Linked DNA regions of Mus musculus: regions 2, 3, 4, 5 and 6 are each linked to region 1. A link is a contact called in public HiCAR-type and promoter capture Hi-C data. All regions are on one chromosome and are shown on one strand. Each heading gives the region's core, a stretch centred on a gene start, on an enhancer-like site or on the middle of the called end of the contact. The rest is flanking DNA. Distances are from core to core; before and after follow the strand shown. Region 1 holds the start of Ddx10 (DEAD box helicase 10). Region 2 holds the start of Cib2 (calcium and integrin binding family member 2). Region 3 holds the start of Fbxo22 (F-box protein 22). Region 4 holds the start of Zc3h12c (zinc finger CCCH type containing 12C). Region 5 holds the start of AY074887 (cDNA sequence AY074887). Region 6 holds the start of Hykk (hydroxylysine kinase 1).

Region 1 (2,700 bases), core at 128-2,627:
TTTCTTAGTTCGAGGCCAGCCTGGTCTACAAAGTGAGTTCCAGGACAGCTATACAGAGAAACCCTGTCTCGAAAAACAAAACAAAACAAAACAAAAAAAGTGTAGTGATGGAAAATATGAAAAAAAATCTTGGTTTAACTTATAGCTATAGTCATAGTCGTGGAAATAAACATTTACTTAACTTAAAAATCATTATAGCTGGGCAGTGGTGGCACACGCCTTTAATCCCAGCACTTGGGAGGCAGAGGTAGGTGGATTTCTGAGTTCGAGGCCAGCCTGGTCTACAGAGTGAGTTCCAGAACAGCCAGTGCTACACAGAGAAACCCTGTCTTGAAAAAAAAAATCACTATAAAATATACAATGTGAATATTCAGTTAAGGCCACCCAGTTGTTAAAACTGAGAGTAAATGTGATGGTTTGAATAAGAATGATTTCCATAGGCTCATATATTTGGAGTCACAGTTTCAAAACTTTGGAGTTTCAAAAGTCCATGCCAGGCACAGTGTCGCTGTTCATGCGTGCGTACGTGCGTGTGCGTGCGCACGCAGGTGTGTGTGTGTGTGTCTGTGTGTCTGTGTCCTGCCTATGGATCAGGATGCAGCTCTTAGGTACTGCTCCAGTGCCCACCTGGATGCTGGCATGCCTTCCCTGTCATGATGATAATGGACTAAACCTGTGAAACTGTAAGCCAGCCCAGTTAAATGATGCTTCTTTCTATAAAAGTTGCCTTGGTCATGGTGTCTCTTCACAGTAATAGTTCAGTGACTAACACAGTAATCATCTCAGGGTTTGGTTTTTGTTTTGTTTTGTTTTGTTTGTTTTTGACACTTTGTAAGATAAATGGTGATTGATGTTTAGGATGCTCTCCAGAGGCATCTTTACGATGTCTATGTGTAAGTGTATTTTTCTGTATTATGTAACTTTTTGTTAATTGAAAAGTTTGCTTTAAAGCATTTTGAGTCAACACGGTGGCATTTAACTGAAATTAGAGTATTCAGGAGGCAGGTGAATTCTTATAAATTTGAGGCCAGTCTGATCTACAAAGTAACTACGACCTACATACTCTATAACGTATAGCAGTGTACTCGCGAATGTTGGGCACACTTGAATCCAGAGTAAATGAAAAGCAGTACTTTACGCTGAGTATGACTTCACCATACTAGCAATAAGCAGTGTACTTGCGCTGTTTCCGGAAGCCCCAAGCACTCTCGGAAGCAGTGGAGCACGCCCAGTTCCTCCGTGCACGCTTTCCCCTGGCGTCTTAAGATCGCCCCGCCCAGCGGAAGCCAAATCACCAATCATCGTCCGCGCATTGCCTGTCGTCATTAATGTGTGCCCACTCTCCCCAGCTTGGGGGCGGGTTCCCGGACTTGCGCGTGCGCCCCTGCGCCTTCTCCACACGCTGGTTTCGCGTCTTCCGTGCTGTGCCTTGAGGAGCGAGGAGGCTCCCGTGTAGCGGCGTCGTGGGTCCTGGCAGCCCCCGCCATGGGCAAAACGGTTGCTTCTCTGGGTCAGGGAACCCGACCCGACCCGGTGCGGAGCTTTAATCGCTGGAAGAAAAAACACAGCCACAGGCAGCACCAAAAGAAGGAGCGGAGGAAGCAGCTAAAGAAGCCGGAATGGCAGGTCGAGCGCGAGGGGATCAGCCGCCTCATGCAAAACTACGAGAAGGTGAGGTGGGCTCGGGGCACGTTCGGCGGGGCTCTGGGGAGCGAGGGTGGGTGCAGCCCGGAGGTGTTGCCGCTGTGGTGGACTTAGGGTCAGGGTGGTGTGGGAAAGGGGCGGACCCGGCCAACGGGGCCTCACTAGTGGTCTGTTGGGTGTCGCTACCCAGGTCTGACTCTTCTACTTTCCGCAGTGCTGGGAAAAGTGATAGAAATGCGGTGACACTCCGGGTAGGGACATGTGGTGCAGCAGTGGTGACAGAACAGAGAGGCAATAGTGACCGCTGTGGAAAGAACCTAGCGGATGGAGTGAGAGCCTTCAGTAGAGTGCTAGCCCAACACGCAGGAAGTCCTGGGTTCAATCCCCAGCTCCACATAAACCGGGCACATATTGAGCACTAAGGAGGTGGAGGCAGGGGGATCAGAGGTGCAAAGTCATCCAAGGCTTTATAGCAAGTTCGAGGTCAGTCAGTGATACGTGAAACTTGGTCTCAAAAATGAAATAAATAAGCTAAAATCTGGAGTGATGTAAGAAAACGCTGTTGTTCGTGGGAAATGTTTAAAATAATAGAAATATCTTTAAGTACTCTCCATGTTTTATATTCTTTGCCCCTATCTTGAGGTGTGGATGGATCCTAGTAGTCCATTTAACGGATAAGAACTGTAGAGTTTGGAGAGGATAAGAAACTGGCCCTAATTTCCCACATCTAGTAGTGTGGAATTGGAACCTAGACCTGTGTCTGTTTCCACAGCTCTCGATCTTTAAGTTGGGAATTGGCTCTGTCCCTTAGCATCATCTTTTGTTCTTTGTCTCATTGTCTTCATGGTTTTCACCAAGAATCAGTGGAAAGACAATGGAATGTGTTTGCCTCTTCCTGACATCAGCATCTTGTAGCCAGTGTTCCTAGATGAGTAGTCTCATAGTTAACACTTAGACAAGCTGGCGTGTTTTCCTGCCCTAGGTGTCTGCCCCTTAGGAATGTTACTTCTATCCATCCTCTTAAAACCCATATTTTCCAGCATTCATCTACCTTTC
Region 2 (2,700 bases), core at 62-2,561, 1.3 Mb before region 1:
AGAAACCACATGGTGTCTCACAACCATCTGTAATGGGATCTGATGCCCTCTTCTGGTGTGTCTGAAGAGAGCAATGGTGTACTCATTAAAAAAAAAAAAAAAAAAAAAAGAGTAGAACAACACGGCCCCAAAGTGATGTAAGCCAGGCAAAACTGGACAATACTGGTATGTCGCTTTTGTTTGTTTTTTTTTTTGGTGGTGCTAGGGACTGAACCCAGGGCCTCATGAATGTTAGGCTAGCTCTCTGCCACTACACTATTTCTCAGCTAAATTGCTTTTAGTTACTATATTCTGTTTTCTGAGATATAGTCTCATGTACTACAAGTTGGCCTGAATCAGCTAAGGATAACCCTGAACTTCTGATCTTCCTGCCTCTGTCTCGAGGGCTGGGATTACAGGAGACCATACTCATGTAGCTAATCTCAGTTTTGGCAGCCCATGATGGACTTGCCTCCCAGCGGAGCCACCAGGAGCCTTTGACTCAGGTTTCATGCAGCCCAGCTGTCCCAAGAATAGACAGTAAGGACAACTCCATTGCTAGTAGCCTTCCTTGTGGGCCACTGATAGGTCCCAGAGTTGCCAGGACTCCTGAACTTCCGTGTGTCTGGAGGGCTTTTCCTAGCGGTCACCTTGATGGGGCGGCTGAAGATAGCCAATCGTTTAGGAGGGTATTGGTTAACCTCCTCTACCCTGCCTGCATTATTAAATTTCGTGAAGGCCTCACTTAGCAGAGTGGATGTAGGGAGTGATCTAGTTACTTTCCTTAAGGTCTTGAACCAACTGAGTAGTGTAACCTATTGTTACCAGAGCCCATTCCTCTGCTGAGGTAGAGTTTGCTTCGTCTGTTTCCTTTTTTAAAAAGTTATTTTATGATTTGAGTGTTTGACTGCGTGTATGTCGGCTTTTTGAGGATGGACCTGACTTGGGTAATCCCGCAAGCTCAACAACACACCTATTCTCAGTCTAGGATCAGAGGCCGGAGGATTGTGCCTGTTCTACCACACTAATCCATGGGATTTTCAGGCTCACAATCGCCAGGACCGACCCGGGGTGCCAGTCAGTGTGCTGGTTGGAACGGGAGGCGCACTCAGTGTCCAGTAGTCAGGCGGCCCTATGAGGCCACCGCTTGGCCACCTCAGTGTGCTGCAGCAGCATAGACTGAGCAGGCCTCTGTCTCCAGGGAGAAGTCACCTCTCGGGCCCCGCCTCCTTCCACCAGGCTGCGCCTCCGCCCCAATCCGGCCCCCGCCCCCGCCTAGGCCCGCCCCGCCCCCGGCCCCGCCTTTGCCTCCCAGCCCCTGCACCCCTCCCACTGAACTGCGGGACCCAGCGGAGCGGGCCAGGCTAGGCTGGCGACGCTGCCCGCTCCCGGGCTGGCAAGGGCCGCGGGCACCGGGCTCGGGGCTCCAGACGCCGCCGATGGGAAGCAGCACTCGAAAGGGCGAGAGACGACGCCGCGGCCACCCATACCATCGCGGTCACCATGGGGAACAAGCAGACCATCTTCACTGAAGAGCAGCTGGACAACTACCAGGTGAAGCCGGCGCGCCGCGGCCCCTGTAGTCCTCCTTTTTGTCCTTTTCCCAGGCCTCGCAAAAGCGGACTCACAGAGGTTCAAACCCTGCCGCTACCTTCAGCGCGCAGCGTCGCCTTAGGTGGATGACTTCCCCTTGACGAGCCTCAGTTTCCCAGGCCCGGGAATGTTAGAACATTCCAGTTAGAGTATTCTGTCAGATGCGCCTCACCCACCCCGTCTTCTCTTCCTTATTGACCTTCTTTCTGCCCTCCCAAGCTAGACCCCAGTCATTTCTTCCAGCCCACTGGGCATGACCCTCATCCCAGAAAGGGCTTGGTGTAGGGGGAGGACAAGAGGCCCCAAATGCAGGTTACAGGTTGGGGTGTGTTGTTTATATAACTACGTACCCACATCTCTTAACCTATTTTGTGATCCTAGTAGCCCTTTCACCCCGGATTCTTCCAAGTTCAGAGCTAGCTGTCCATATCAATGATCTCACAGCCCCCAGCCATGTGAAAACTTTTCTGTAGGTATGCGAGGGAACCTTATCTCCGGGCTGGCCCAGAGTCTTGCTCAGTTGCTTTAGCTCACCATGTAATGTCTCCGGACTTTCAGGGAACAACAGCTGTGGAGTCTTCTTTTTATCGCCTAATAGGTTAGGAGTGTTATGTCATATGTATTCCTATCTTAGATGTGTGCAACTTTTGTGAATATTCAGTTAGCGTGGAGCGGTTACCTCCAGTGTGACCCAAGTGATAGGATATGTATTGAGAAGAGCTCTAGTGGACAGGGGAGGTCAATAGCTCTTGGTTTGACTAGAAGGTTCAGAAAGAGTGCAGAGCTTGCATGAGGACTTGGGAAGTCAGGATTTTTTTTTCTGCCAGAAAGTTCTGGAAGGAGGCGTTTTAAGTGGAGGTAGATGCAGGCAAAATAGCCCAAACCCAGGAGAGAAGAGTGGTCTGGGGAGAGTGGGGAGCCTGCATCCCCATTAGGACCAGCCCGGCATTGGGTCAGACCCAGTCCAGTGTTGAGTTCTGATCCTTTGCCAGGGCCCAGCTAGACCCTGCCAGGGGAAGGAGAGCCATGAAACACGAGAGCCCCACATCTCCTTTCCTCTGGCTCTCTAGCATGCCCAACCCGGGCCGCATGGGGGCCCCAGGGTTACATTCCCTTTTCCAAGTAACT
Region 3 (2,700 bases), core at 86-2,585, 2.0 Mb before region 1:
ACTCATTGGGAACAGAATCAAATCCTTCTGCTCTTAAGAAAAGCACTGGGGCACTTTGGCTCCCACACCAAACATTAATCAAGAGAGTGGCCTACAGATTTGTCCACGGGTCAATCTTTGGCAGGCACTTAACTTGAGTTCCCTCTTTCTGGATCAAGTTGAAAACCAAACTCAACACCAAAAGAATCGACACATACATCAATGATAACTTCCCAATGTGGAGACTATATTGTGGTTAAGTAGAACATTCCTATTTGCCTATTATACATACTAAGCGATAATAGGGCATCAAATTGGCAATTTCCTCACGAGGGCCCCTGCCACTCAGTGAGATACTGGAGATTCACTATCTATCAGCTCTATAATCTGTCTTCACCTCCCTGAACACTGACTCTCCTGGATCCAGGGACAAAAATGAGAAAAGGAATGTGGTTTACGTATTTAGGTAGAAGTTTTAGTTCTTCCGGTTCTAGTGTGAGACCCTGGGCAAGCGATACCCAACACCTTCATTGCAAAATTGAGGCAAGTTAAGGAAGGCTCTGTACGGCCTTGTAATAGTGGACACCTGGATACTTCAATTGCCCAACATCTAATAATGACTAAACCGCAGTACGCCCCTACAAAACCTGACGTTTACTACAAAAGCCAGAATACGAGCATAGGTTCTCCGAGTTAACGAAAGCAAGGATATGTATCACAATCTTGATTTTTTAAAAAGTTCTCCAAGATGGCCCACCAGTCCTGCAAGTGACTGTCCAACGCATAACTCCATACTTGCCTCAAGCGCCTCAGCTACCACGCGCACCAAGCAATGTCCCTCCAGGTGGCCCGCTTCAGCCACACCCGCGGAGATCCAGGTCACGCTGCGATGGGTCCGCAGCACTCTGCGTACACACTCCCTCCACAGGCGGCATACTCTGGGGATGCAAAAGCACAAAGGGTTGCCGCCGGGCGGCCGGTTCCCACCGTCAGCAGCCTCGCAGCGCCAGCTAAGCACTAGGAAACCCGGGCAGAGGTCCCGGCAGAGGCGACCCCGCCACCCTCCGGGACGAAGGTCTCCTCCCGCCCCATTCGCCCTCACCCGGCTACCCGAAGCAGCGCTTTGGCCGGCAGGAAGGTAAACACACGCTCCACCACCTCCGCAAGGTTACTCAGCACGTAGGTGCTTCGCGGATCTGTGGAGGAGGAGACGCCGCCACCGCCGCCTGCCGGCTCCATTCCTCGCCTACCGGCCCGAAGGCCCTACAGAGTCTCAGGGGTACCGGAGCGGCCGGCGCACCACCTACAACCCGAGCTCCCTGAGCAGGCGCGCGCCACTTCCGGTGGGCCGCTTCCGGTACTGGACACGCCGCTGCGGCGGTGCACCGGCCTGCACAGTTCCGCCCGGAAGGGACCGGAGGCAGCCTGGCGTTTAAGCCGGCTGCAAACACTATTTGGTCAATCTGGTTAACTCGTTAGGTCTTAAGTTTTAAGCGAGTAGACATAAATAGCACTCGCCATTCTTTGGCACTATTAATTGCTACAGAAAGCACATGCCAAACCAGATAGATATTTTCACACAGGAGCCATTATTCTTTGGCTCCTGCTGGCTCTTCCCTGCAGGGCTACATACAGAATCACAGGGGATGAAGCCCAACACCATACATTCCCGAACCACAAATGAAAGAACAGTAGAGGCTGCTTCATTTCAACTGAATAGGTTGTCTCCTGACTGAGGGGCACTTTGTCCCCAGCTACTTGGCCTGACCTGGTGCTTCTTGTTTTGGCTTCTAGATCTTTTACACTGTGATAACCCATTAGAACATTTTGAGCTGGACAAGATGATGCATGTTTGCATCTAGCAAGCTGGAGGCAGGAGGGTCAAAAGCCGAAAACAATCTAGACCCTACTGCAAAATATGTAAGATAACACAAAAAAACATGAACAAGCCCTCAACAAGCAGCAGCCACTTTACTCTGGAAACCTTAAGACTTAAGTAGCAAACATGGACGCATCATACAGTCTCCAAAACACCACGATACACTGGGAATGTGTGAAAACTTCAATGCTTCCCGTTAATAAAAAACCCCAGCAGCTCTGGGCTCTCCAGGAGCCCTAAATCCTACTTCTAGAACTTCCAAACTGCTCTGTGGCTCCACTCTTCTCACCAGGCACTGGTTGGGGTGGGGGTGGGGTGCGGGAACATGTTATGACGACTAGGGAATGAACACCAAGGGTCAGTATGTTTAAGAGGAGGACTTCTGAACATTTCCTCAGCTAAGGCAACCTTCAGAAAAAACAACTGTTTCTGAATGAAGTAGGGAGGCTGTACATGGAGACATAACATTCAAACCAAACATGAAACTGGCACAGGAATTTCAGTCAAGGAAAGAAAAGGCTTTCCTTCTGCTGAGATTCTGATGAGATCTACAGATAGTGGTGTGTATAGAGGCCTTGAGTGTACAAGAGGAACTGTGCTAATAGTACCCTAAGAACATTAGAGACATTAATTAAAACAGCACTAGAAACCCACATGTATTTGAATTTAAAGAACGCAGTAAGGGAATGGTTAAAGAAAAACTGAATACACTATGTGTGTACACACCAATTCTAGGTTCCCTATCCCTCTCAGTATCTTCATCTCCACTTCTGAAACCTCCCCACACCCCATCTTCTCTTTAAACAGCCTACACTAGAAATTCAATATAGAGCCTATAGACG
Region 4 (2,700 bases), core at 89-2,588, 1.1 Mb after region 1:
ATTAAATGTTTTCATAATCCTAGCTCACTCAAGAAATAACCTATGCAGCACTCAAGCAAGTAGTCCGTAGGATTATATACGCAGTCATGTGGATCGTGGAAGTAAATCGAGGATACTTATTTAGTATACTTGAGATGTCCTTCAAAATTATCCCAGTATTTCTTGTTAATACTAACATATTCTAGACTTAAATTTGAGTATTACAACTTTGAAATTTTATGAAATACATTTTTAGCAAGTATGTTATAAAAGGTTTTGTTTTTACTTAATTAGATAGCTAACCAGTATCTATAATAAGAGAGTTTTACATTGCTATATTTCATAGCTCAGCTGGTCTGGTCTAATGATTTTAGGTTAAAGTTAGTTTTGTCTAAATGTACATTTTTATGTTACTTCTTTTCACAAACTTAGACCAAATTAGTATTTTATTTTACTATACTTCTAGAGAACTTTTAAAATTAATTCTATTTGTAAACTCATATGCCTTTGATTTTGCTATTTTCACCAGCTCTAAGTTTTATTATCTTGTAACACACTAACAGATACCTTTTTTTGTTGTCTTTTTTTTTTTTTTTTTTTTTTTTTTTTTTTTTTTTCCAAGACGGGCTTTCTTTGTGTAGCCCTGGCTGTCCTGGAACTCACTCTGTAGACCAGGCTGGCCTCGAACTCAGAAATCCGCCTGCCTCTGCCTCTCCAGTGCTGAGATTAAAGGTGTGCGCCACCACGGACCACCGGCCAGCTAACAAATACTTGAAAGTACAGATTTTCCACTGTAGCCAGAGAAATAGATTAACTATAACTTCTGCCTCATTTCACCAGTAACTGATCTATTATAAGAGATTGCTGCAATAGTTAACTGCTACTTTGACACACCTCATTTTCTTTCTCTCTCAAAGAAAGATGAAACACTAATAGACTAATATATAGCCTCAACTTTTTTGGAAACATGCAACTTTTCTACTTTAAAATATAATTGCTTTCATTGTTTTCGTGCATTAAAAACAGAGGCAAGGCTGAAGTCTGCCCAAGCCAGGTGTTTCTTGTTGGCAGCCTGCTCCCTAATGACTGCTCGCATAGAGAGCAGCTGCCTACTAGTCAGCTTTGTATGGCCTATTGTTGCTGCACACCCCTCATTTAATACACATGCTGCCCGGGGCAGACCCAAGAATGACATCAGCTTGCTTATCTTAGGAACCTATGAACCTGACGCAGGGTGCTGAGGTTGTCTTGCATCTGCCTGACTAACTAATTGTGAGCTTTCTGGCCTGTGATTGGCTGTTGCTCCACTCGGTAATAGGTTAAGCAAAGACATTGCCATTCCATCTGTTCAACCACTCATTGTTCTTCTTGCCTGCCTGGAAGTCTGCAGCTAAAATTGTTGTTACTGCTGGAGCTGCCACAGAAACCAATGTCTTTGTATTTTCCTGCTAACGTAAGTATCTATGCTACTTACTGCTTTTAGAAGTTAAACTTTGCTGTAAAGGCTATAATCTCAGCTCTGTGCAGGAGAAGAGGCACCACAAAAGAAAAGGAAAGTGTTGGTGCCAGTATGCTAAGAGAAACTGGTTCTTTCTGAGAATATATCTGTGAGGCAGAGTTTTATATTTGTATGTTTTTGCATACACTTACTTTTAGCTTGTGAATGCGTGTAAGCCTTGGGCATTAAGCAATCCTCGGGAGCTTAGGGCAAGTTATACCCAAGTTCTAATCTCCTGCTAAACAACAAATTTAGATTTTCTCTTGTCAAGTGCTTTTGTTTCTCACGGCATCCCTGTGAAATGCTGGTCAGGTTCAGTGGATTGTTTCTGTGGTGTGAAGAGTCTAGTTTGCAGAGATGGATTGAGACTGATCGCTGTTTCCAACAGCTGCTTTTAAAGGTGATGATTAAGCATTCGGGTGCTTTGTCAACAATGTCAGTATTGGTGTGGGATTTAGTTCCTTTCTCTTTCTTTTCCTCTTCTGTTAATTTCAGATATCAGGTTGAAGATGCCATCCCAGTTAGTTTCAAGAGTTCTGTAATGGGGAGCTGATAAGTAGACAAAGACTTTCATCTGTCAGTTGGGAGGGAACGAAAGAACATAAAGGGTTAAAGAGAGGTTTTCGTTTCTACCACATGCCCCATTGTGTGAACATATGCATAAGTCTATTGAAAGTTTTCAGAAGATAGGCAGGCCACCAGTTGCTGGTCTCCTGCAGTTCCAGTAGACATCTGTTGCCCCAGAACATTAACCAATCTGTTCAAAGGAACATCCTTCCTTTGTTAGCTAGAGGGGTGCAGACAACAGTGCTCACTCAAGTACAATGGTAATTAAATACGGGAAGACCATAGCAGTAGGTATTTATTACATATTCATTATTTTACTCTCATTGTTCTCTAGTATAACCATTTGGATAGCAACCAGAACCTACTTTCATGCATTGTGACTTTACAAACAAATAATTTGATGTAGCAAGTTTATGGCCTAATATTCCTGGTCACTATCGTGCTCTTTAGAATGATAAAAACAAGCTTTACCCAGGTTAAGGTGAGTTGTTATCCAAGTTGCCTATTGAGAACTAGCAAACAATCTTTTTACTAAATAGAGGAATTCCAGTAGATGCAATAAATTTCAGATCAGTGCCCTTCATGTCCTAAACCTGCATTTAGCCACTATAGTTATTTTTTTTTTGACAACTGAAAGAATAAGTCACTTTTCATCA
Region 5 (2,700 bases), core at 197-2,696, 1.7 Mb before region 1:
AAATCTTCTAATTTACCTTCTGGAGAAAATATTGTGGTCCTGGAGTCATATCTTCGAGACTGCAAAGGAAAAACAGAGATGATGCCTGTTCACTGACATACGCCAACTTCCGGATGTCCATGCATTGGATACAATGACACCCTGGTGCTGAGTTCAGTGGAAAGAAGACGGAAGACCCCATTCAACTCCCTCTACCCCTTTGGTTTCATTTTCTTCCATGTCAGGCTGTGAGCTTCAAACAAGCCATAATGTTCCCAGGCAAAAGTTAAAGGAAACGTGTCATGAACTCACCATGGTTTCTGAACTTTATGTTGATTCCTGTGAAAAGAAAACAGGATCATTAATAACAAAACCCCCACAATTTTAAGAAGTGTCTTCCACTGTTAATACCACTTGATCCACACCATCACTCAGCTAACATGAACTGCACCACCACTGGGACCTATACAGATGCTGGGCCACCACAATAAAGGTAAACCATGGTGTCCTGAAAAGCTCAGAATCTAGCAGCCAGGTATGACAGACAAAGATTATAAAGCAACATGGAAGAGACATTCAGGGTGGGGAGGGAAAGCAGAATCGACAGCAAGTAAGATTTTAGGAAACCAATACAGATAATGAGAGTAAATTAGAGGTGGGAGAGGCAAAGGTAAGTTGAAAAGCCTCAAGTCAAAGAAAAAGAATTGTGAAGGGGTGAAGGAAGGGCATTCCAAGTAGAGCAGGCTGAGAAAGGTTAACAAAGTGGATAATTCACATGGTCCTAAATTTGGGGGTGTAGGGGTTAGGTGGTAAACCTGGTCCTTATTTCCGTTTCTTCGAAAGACAGCAATGGAAACTCTGCCTTAGTAGAAAAATGGCAGTTCAATTCCTATGTTGCCAAATGGGATATAAGGAAGGCATCGTGGCTGGAAAGCTAAGCAGACATTTGAAGGGTCTGCGCGCCCAGATGTTAGAAAACACCTTTATCTTACTTAAGACCGCTTCACCGACGGGCTGGATTCAAGGACCACGGGAAGTGACATTTTAGAAGAGTCGTCAGGCCTAAGGAGAGTTAACCTGCCAGGAGTCGGTTCCAACATGTAGGAGAAACAGAAAGGTGGCCCTGAGCACAGCAGCCAGGAGGCCACGGCGGGTTTCGGATTCGACTGTGAACACAGCTACCTCCACGCCTGGCGCCGGCGCTACAAGACTTGGACTTTCCCCCGCAGCGCCACTTTCCCGAATTGACTCTCTGGGCCGCAGCCGCCCCCACCCCTCGCACCGGCCCGGAGGGTCTCAGAGCCCAGGCGAGCCGTCAAGGCCCCGCGGGGATACCCGACGGCGGCCGGCGGGGACCAGTCCCTGGCAGGCCGGTCACCGAGGAGGCGGGTGCAAAGTCATCGTGCCCACGGCTCCTCGGTGGCGGCCGCGGGCCTGGGCCGTGGTCTCCACGCAGATGGCCCCCGCCCGGGAGACAGACACCTCGACTCCGCGGCCCCTAAAGGACTGAGCCTCACCAGAGGAAGACGGTGAGGGTGCAGATCAGCGCCTCTTTACTCAGCTGGAGAAGAACCAACCCGGATGGCCAAGCATCCGCGGCGAATATGGCTCCCGCGCGTGCGCAGGACTGCGAGGGGGCGGGGCGGGGCGGGAGGACGCGGAAGTTCTCCCAGTGCTGGGGCGGGCTCAGTCTGCCCACGTGGACTGTGCAGAAGCACAACCTCGGCTTTGGCTGCGGTCTGTATTAGAGGAGGACTGGAGGGAGGAGGGAAGCGTCTATACCGTGGAGAGTGGAACCAGATTCCTCCTACGCTTTGCACTCCACTTTCGTTTTCTCTTCTGTACCATTCTAATGGAGGCCAGAGTAGCAACTGTATAGACAAATCAAATCGTTTACTCTTCCAGTCTTGCCCCTTAACAGTTTTTCCTTTGTTCTTCCTCTTAGCCTCATTTTCTCCTTTCTCAGATCCAACTCTTTAATTGGGATAACTTTTGTTCTAAGTTTAAGACTTCTCTTCGCCGGGCAGTGGTGGTGCACGCCTTTAATCCCTGCACTTGGGAGGCTGAGGCAGGCGGATTTCTGAGTTCGAGGCCAGCATGGTCTACAGAGTGAGTTCCAGGACAGCCAGGGGTACACAGAGAAACCCTGTCTCGGACAAAAGAAAAAAAAAAAAAAAAAAAAAAAAAAAAAAAAAAAAACGAAAAAAAGACTTCTCTTCATCCATTTCTCCTTTCCAATCTTACCTAGTTTTTGTGCCTATGTTGGGGGTTGAAGAGCTAGTGGGTTGACTATGTACAGGGCCTTTGTCTTCTGTGTAGGCAAAACGGTTGGATCTGGGTTTCTTAAAGGGGGAAGCTTAGAAATTTAGTTGCATGTAGACGGGACCTGGCCTGTACTCAGGACCTGGTTTGCCCTGTAAATTCCAAGCCAGCCAGGGATATATAGTGAGACTGTTTTAAAAATGAGAGAGAGAGAGAAAAAAAGACCAAAAGGTAAAATATCCATACAATGCAGCATATATTTAATTTCAAACAGAAATTAGCAATATTTGCAATAGGAATTTAGTGGAGAATCTCTCTTAGCAAGAACAATCAAGAGAAACTTGCAGAGTTCCATTGTATAACAGGATAAACACTGATTTGGAATGAGACCCAAGTTCCAGCCCATTTTTCTGGTCCTGATTGGCCAAGTTAAATAAAAACCTCAAATATGAGTATCCT
Region 6 (2,700 bases), core at 85-2,584, 1.7 Mb before region 1:
TCCAGACTACCTATTGAGTTCCAAGCTAGCCCCGGCTACTGTGAGAGACTTTGTCTCAAAAAGAAAAAGCTATTAAAATTGAAGACTGTTGAAGGCAATTGGTGAAGGCCAATCTCCAGAAAACATCCCCATGTCCTTAAAGGGGGCTTGTTAATTATCTCTTTGAAGAGTCCTATTTGTTAAAGCAAAGTCCTGTTTACAAAGTACTGTTGGCAGGTCTGGTCACAGGACAACCTGGTACCAAACAGTTACTGAGCTGTGAAAAGTCCTAGCACCAGCTGGGCAGCCAACCTCCGTAACTTTAGCCACACTGCCTCTAAAAGAGTTCAACGAAGAATTTTGAGCCTTTTTGCTGAATATAGAAAGAACTCCACAACCTGAAAAAAAAGGACACACATTGAAACATGCTACTGAAAGCAAATACACATAAAGAAAAAACTTAAAAAATAAAAATAGAACAACAGAGACATCCATTTTCATCAAATGCGCCCCATGTGTGGAGAGAGTGGAGAGCGAATCGAAATCTATATAGATGTTAGTATACTTCTTGTCAACAATATTTAGAGCCGGAAACAAACAAACAAACAAACAAACAAAAACAACCTCAAACAGTAAGGACTTCTAAGCAGGAGGTTTGCACCAGACTCCATAATTTTTCGCTGCATGAGAGGGGAATGGAGAGGGAGTGGATCTTACACTCTGCACTTGGTGAAAAGTACACAAGAATAAAATAATAATAATACATAAACTAGTCTTTCCTCTCACCTTCTCCTAAAGTGTTACAAAGTCTTTGTGACTTCTGCCTTAGCACTTTCTCCACGTCTGTCTTCGACGACCCCTCTGCTGTGAGCTTCCAGGCTTGGGAAGCAGGCAGTGATGTTCCCTGCACTTATTTCGTGAGTTGCCTCCACTCACAGCTCACGGGCTGCAGGAACTCTACACTCCAAGGGCGATTGGAAGCAAGACTCACTTCCAGGGGGTCTTGCTGAGGAGCGAAAGACGCCGATGGGAGGGAGGTGGCCCACAACCCGTTCCCGGCCTGTCTCAGGTCCAGAGGAGCCTTAGGATGGCTTCCACCCCCAAACCATGCAGGCCCGCGGAGGGTGGGACCCTCAAAACTGCGCACTGAAATCTCAGCAGGGCTGGGGCTGGGCAGTGACCTGCCGCGTCAGCACGCAGTGAGTTTGAGGAGCGCAAGGGTTGCAGGAGCCCGCCGCCGCTTCTCGGGGATGTCCCCTCAGAGAGACCCTTGACTCGCTTCAGTCTCTTCCACCTCCTCTCACGCACAGCGACCGGACGTCCTGAGGCCGATTGCTCTCTCCCCTCAGTCAGCTAGTGGTTGCGGTGCAGGAGGTGGGGCCGGACCCGCCGCCGCTGCGAGCCCCGCCTTCCTATTGGCTCCTCCCACATCCCTCCGCCCAGTCAGTACACACTACTGACAGTTCTGGCCCAACCCTCTCCATCCCACCAATAGAGTTCAGAGATCTGGCTTCTGATTGGCTGTCTGGAATCCGACAACCTTGTCAATCTCGGCTCTCTAGTCAAAACTCGTTTCTGATTGGCTCTCAAGTAGCCAATTAGTAGGCCTTGGGGTTTGAGTGGTATCTGTCAATTCTCACCAGGTTGGCTTAGTCCTGGCAGCGACTTGGAGCACAAGTCTGTCAGCAAGCTGCCAGGAGAGATAGCATCTTGCCTTTCTTTCCTCACTCCATCCAGCTCTTTCTAGAAGAGAGTATCCTGAAGGCCATCTTCATAGAGGTTGACTAGAGGTTCATTCTCCCCAGAAAGGAATCCTGGTTCTGAAACTACAAGGATCGGTCCCTCTCTGTGAGGAAATGGGGCTCGCTGTCTTTGTACTAGCATGTCCCAATCTGAAAAGGCTTCATTTATTAAACAGACCTACACTGTCTGTGCTGGCGGGAACTGAAGTCTAAAGGGCATAGACCCTTACTTAACCAGACCGTGCTTACCAACTCCCAGTTCAGGATCTAGGCGGTAGCACCAGTTTTTAAGCGGGGTAACGAAGTACAATAGAGAGAGAGAGAGAAAGAAAGCAGCATCCTCAGGCAGCTTGTAGGGTCTCAAAGCCCATGCCAACAGCGACTCGTTTCCTCCAAGGCCACACCCACTCCAGAAAGGCCACACCTCCAAATAGTGCCACTCCCTGGGTCAAGCATATTCAAACCACCACACTAAGCCACATAGCTGGATGCCTTCCTCCAGCTAAGCAGGACCTTTTTGATAGACCAGAGCACTCCCTGCTGGAAGAGTCCTGTACACCTGTCACTCAGGTTTGCAATTTGCTCTCCTTATGTTATGGTGCTGTATGCATATCTCACTTGTTTTTTCTTGTTCTGGCATACTCATGGGTGCTATCGTTACTCTGATGATGATGATGAATGATTGTTGTTGTTGTTGTTTCCGAGACAGGGTTTCTCTGTATAGCCGTGGCTGTCCTGGAACTCACTTTGTAGACCAGGCTGGACTCGAACTCAGAAATCTGCCTGCCTCTGCCTCCCAAGTGCTGGGATTATTAACTCGGATAGTCTCTCCAATCCCCGTCAACACCTATCGTAATGAGAAATTTCCTTTGCCCCCTTTAGAAATATGTTTATCTGTTTTTCTTTTTCTTTGTGTGGGATGGGGGAAGGTGGGGAGGTTCGAGACAGAATTTCTCTGTGTAGCCCTGGCTGTCCAGGA

Evidence for each region. Promoter capture Hi-C pulls out the DNA fragments that hold promoters and counts their contacts. HiCAR-type assays count read pairs that join an accessible place to other places. Capture Hi-C pulls out chosen DNA fragments and counts their contacts.
Region 2: a promoter capture Hi-C map of pre-B cells shows a contact between it and region 1, with 3 times the contacts expected there. The contact joins the promoter of Cib2 here to the promoter of Ddx10 in region 1. A contact is called at or near these places in 2 of 39 promoter capture datasets (liver and pre-B cells).
Region 3: a contact with region 1 is called in a promoter capture Hi-C map of erythroid cells, with 32 times the contacts expected there. The contact joins the promoter of Fbxo22 here to the promoter of Ddx10 in region 1. A contact is called at or near these places in 2 of 39 promoter capture datasets (erythroid cells and pre-B cells).
Region 4: a contact with region 1 is called in a HiCAR-type map of astrocytes, with 2.1 times the contacts expected there. The contact joins the promoter of Zc3h12c here to the promoter of Ddx10 in region 1. A contact is called at or near these places in 5 of 39 promoter capture datasets (cranial neural crest, liver, neural stem cells and 2 more), 1 of 484 Hi-C or Micro-C datasets (nephron progenitors), 9 of 115 datasets of contacts at active chromatin or transcription factors (SST interneurons, astrocytes, embryonic forebrain and 5 more) and 2 of 9 other capture datasets (adipose tissue and embryonic stem cells).
Region 5: a promoter capture Hi-C map of erythroid cells shows a contact between it and region 1, with 23 times the contacts expected there. The contact joins the promoter of AY074887 here to the promoter of Ddx10 in region 1. A contact is called at or near these places in 2 of 39 promoter capture datasets (erythroid cells and pre-B cells), 2 of 484 Hi-C or Micro-C datasets (B cells and CD4 T cells) and 1 of 9 other capture datasets (liver).
Region 6: a contact with region 1 is called in a promoter capture Hi-C map of liver, with 2.7 times the contacts expected there. The contact joins the promoter of Hykk here to the promoter of Ddx10 in region 1. A contact is called at or near these places in 1 of 39 promoter capture datasets (pre-B cells) and 1 of 9 other capture datasets (liver).

Annotation. Positions count from the first base shown.
Region 1 is chr9:53,246,789-53,249,488 of GRCm38.p6, reverse strand. Ddx10 (DEAD box helicase 10) reads left to right here and starts at 1,377. Exons shown (of 18, transcript NM_029936.2): 1 at 1,377-1,671. The coding sequence starts at 1,486.
Region 2 is chr9:54,558,801-54,561,500 of GRCm38.p6, reverse strand. Cib2 (calcium and integrin binding family member 2) reads left to right here and starts at 1,311. Exons shown (of 6, transcript NM_019686.6): 1 at 1,311-1,533. The coding sequence starts at 1,483.
Region 3 is chr9:55,207,570-55,210,269 of GRCm38.p6, reverse strand. Fbxo22 (F-box protein 22) reads right to left here and starts at 1,335. Exons shown (of 7, transcript NM_028049.2): 1 at 1,082-1,335; 2 at 779-917. The coding sequence starts at 1,218.
Region 4 is chr9:52,148,001-52,150,700 of GRCm38.p6, reverse strand. It overlaps Zc3h12c (zinc finger CCCH type containing 12C), which reads left to right and starts at 1,338. Exons shown (of 6, transcript NM_001368810.1): 1 at 1,338-1,432. The coding sequence starts at 1,409.
Region 5 is chr9:54,949,700-54,952,399 of GRCm38.p6, reverse strand. It overlaps AY074887 (cDNA sequence AY074887), which reads left to right and starts at 1,446. Exons shown (of 1, transcript NM_145229.2): 1 at 1,446-2,156. The coding sequence starts at 1,561. The coding sequence ends at 1,959. Hykk (hydroxylysine kinase 1) reads right to left here. Exons shown (of 5, transcript NM_177351.4): 5 at 2,476-2,700. Psma4 (proteasome subunit alpha 4) reads right to left here and starts at 1,541. Exons shown (of 9, transcript NM_011966.3): 1 at 1,497-1,541; 2 at 292-318; 3 at 17-59. The coding sequence starts at 294.
Region 6 is chr9:54,915,924-54,918,623 of GRCm38.p6, reverse strand. It overlaps Hykk (hydroxylysine kinase 1), which reads right to left and starts at 1,334. Exons shown (of 5, transcript NM_177351.4): 1 at 766-1,334.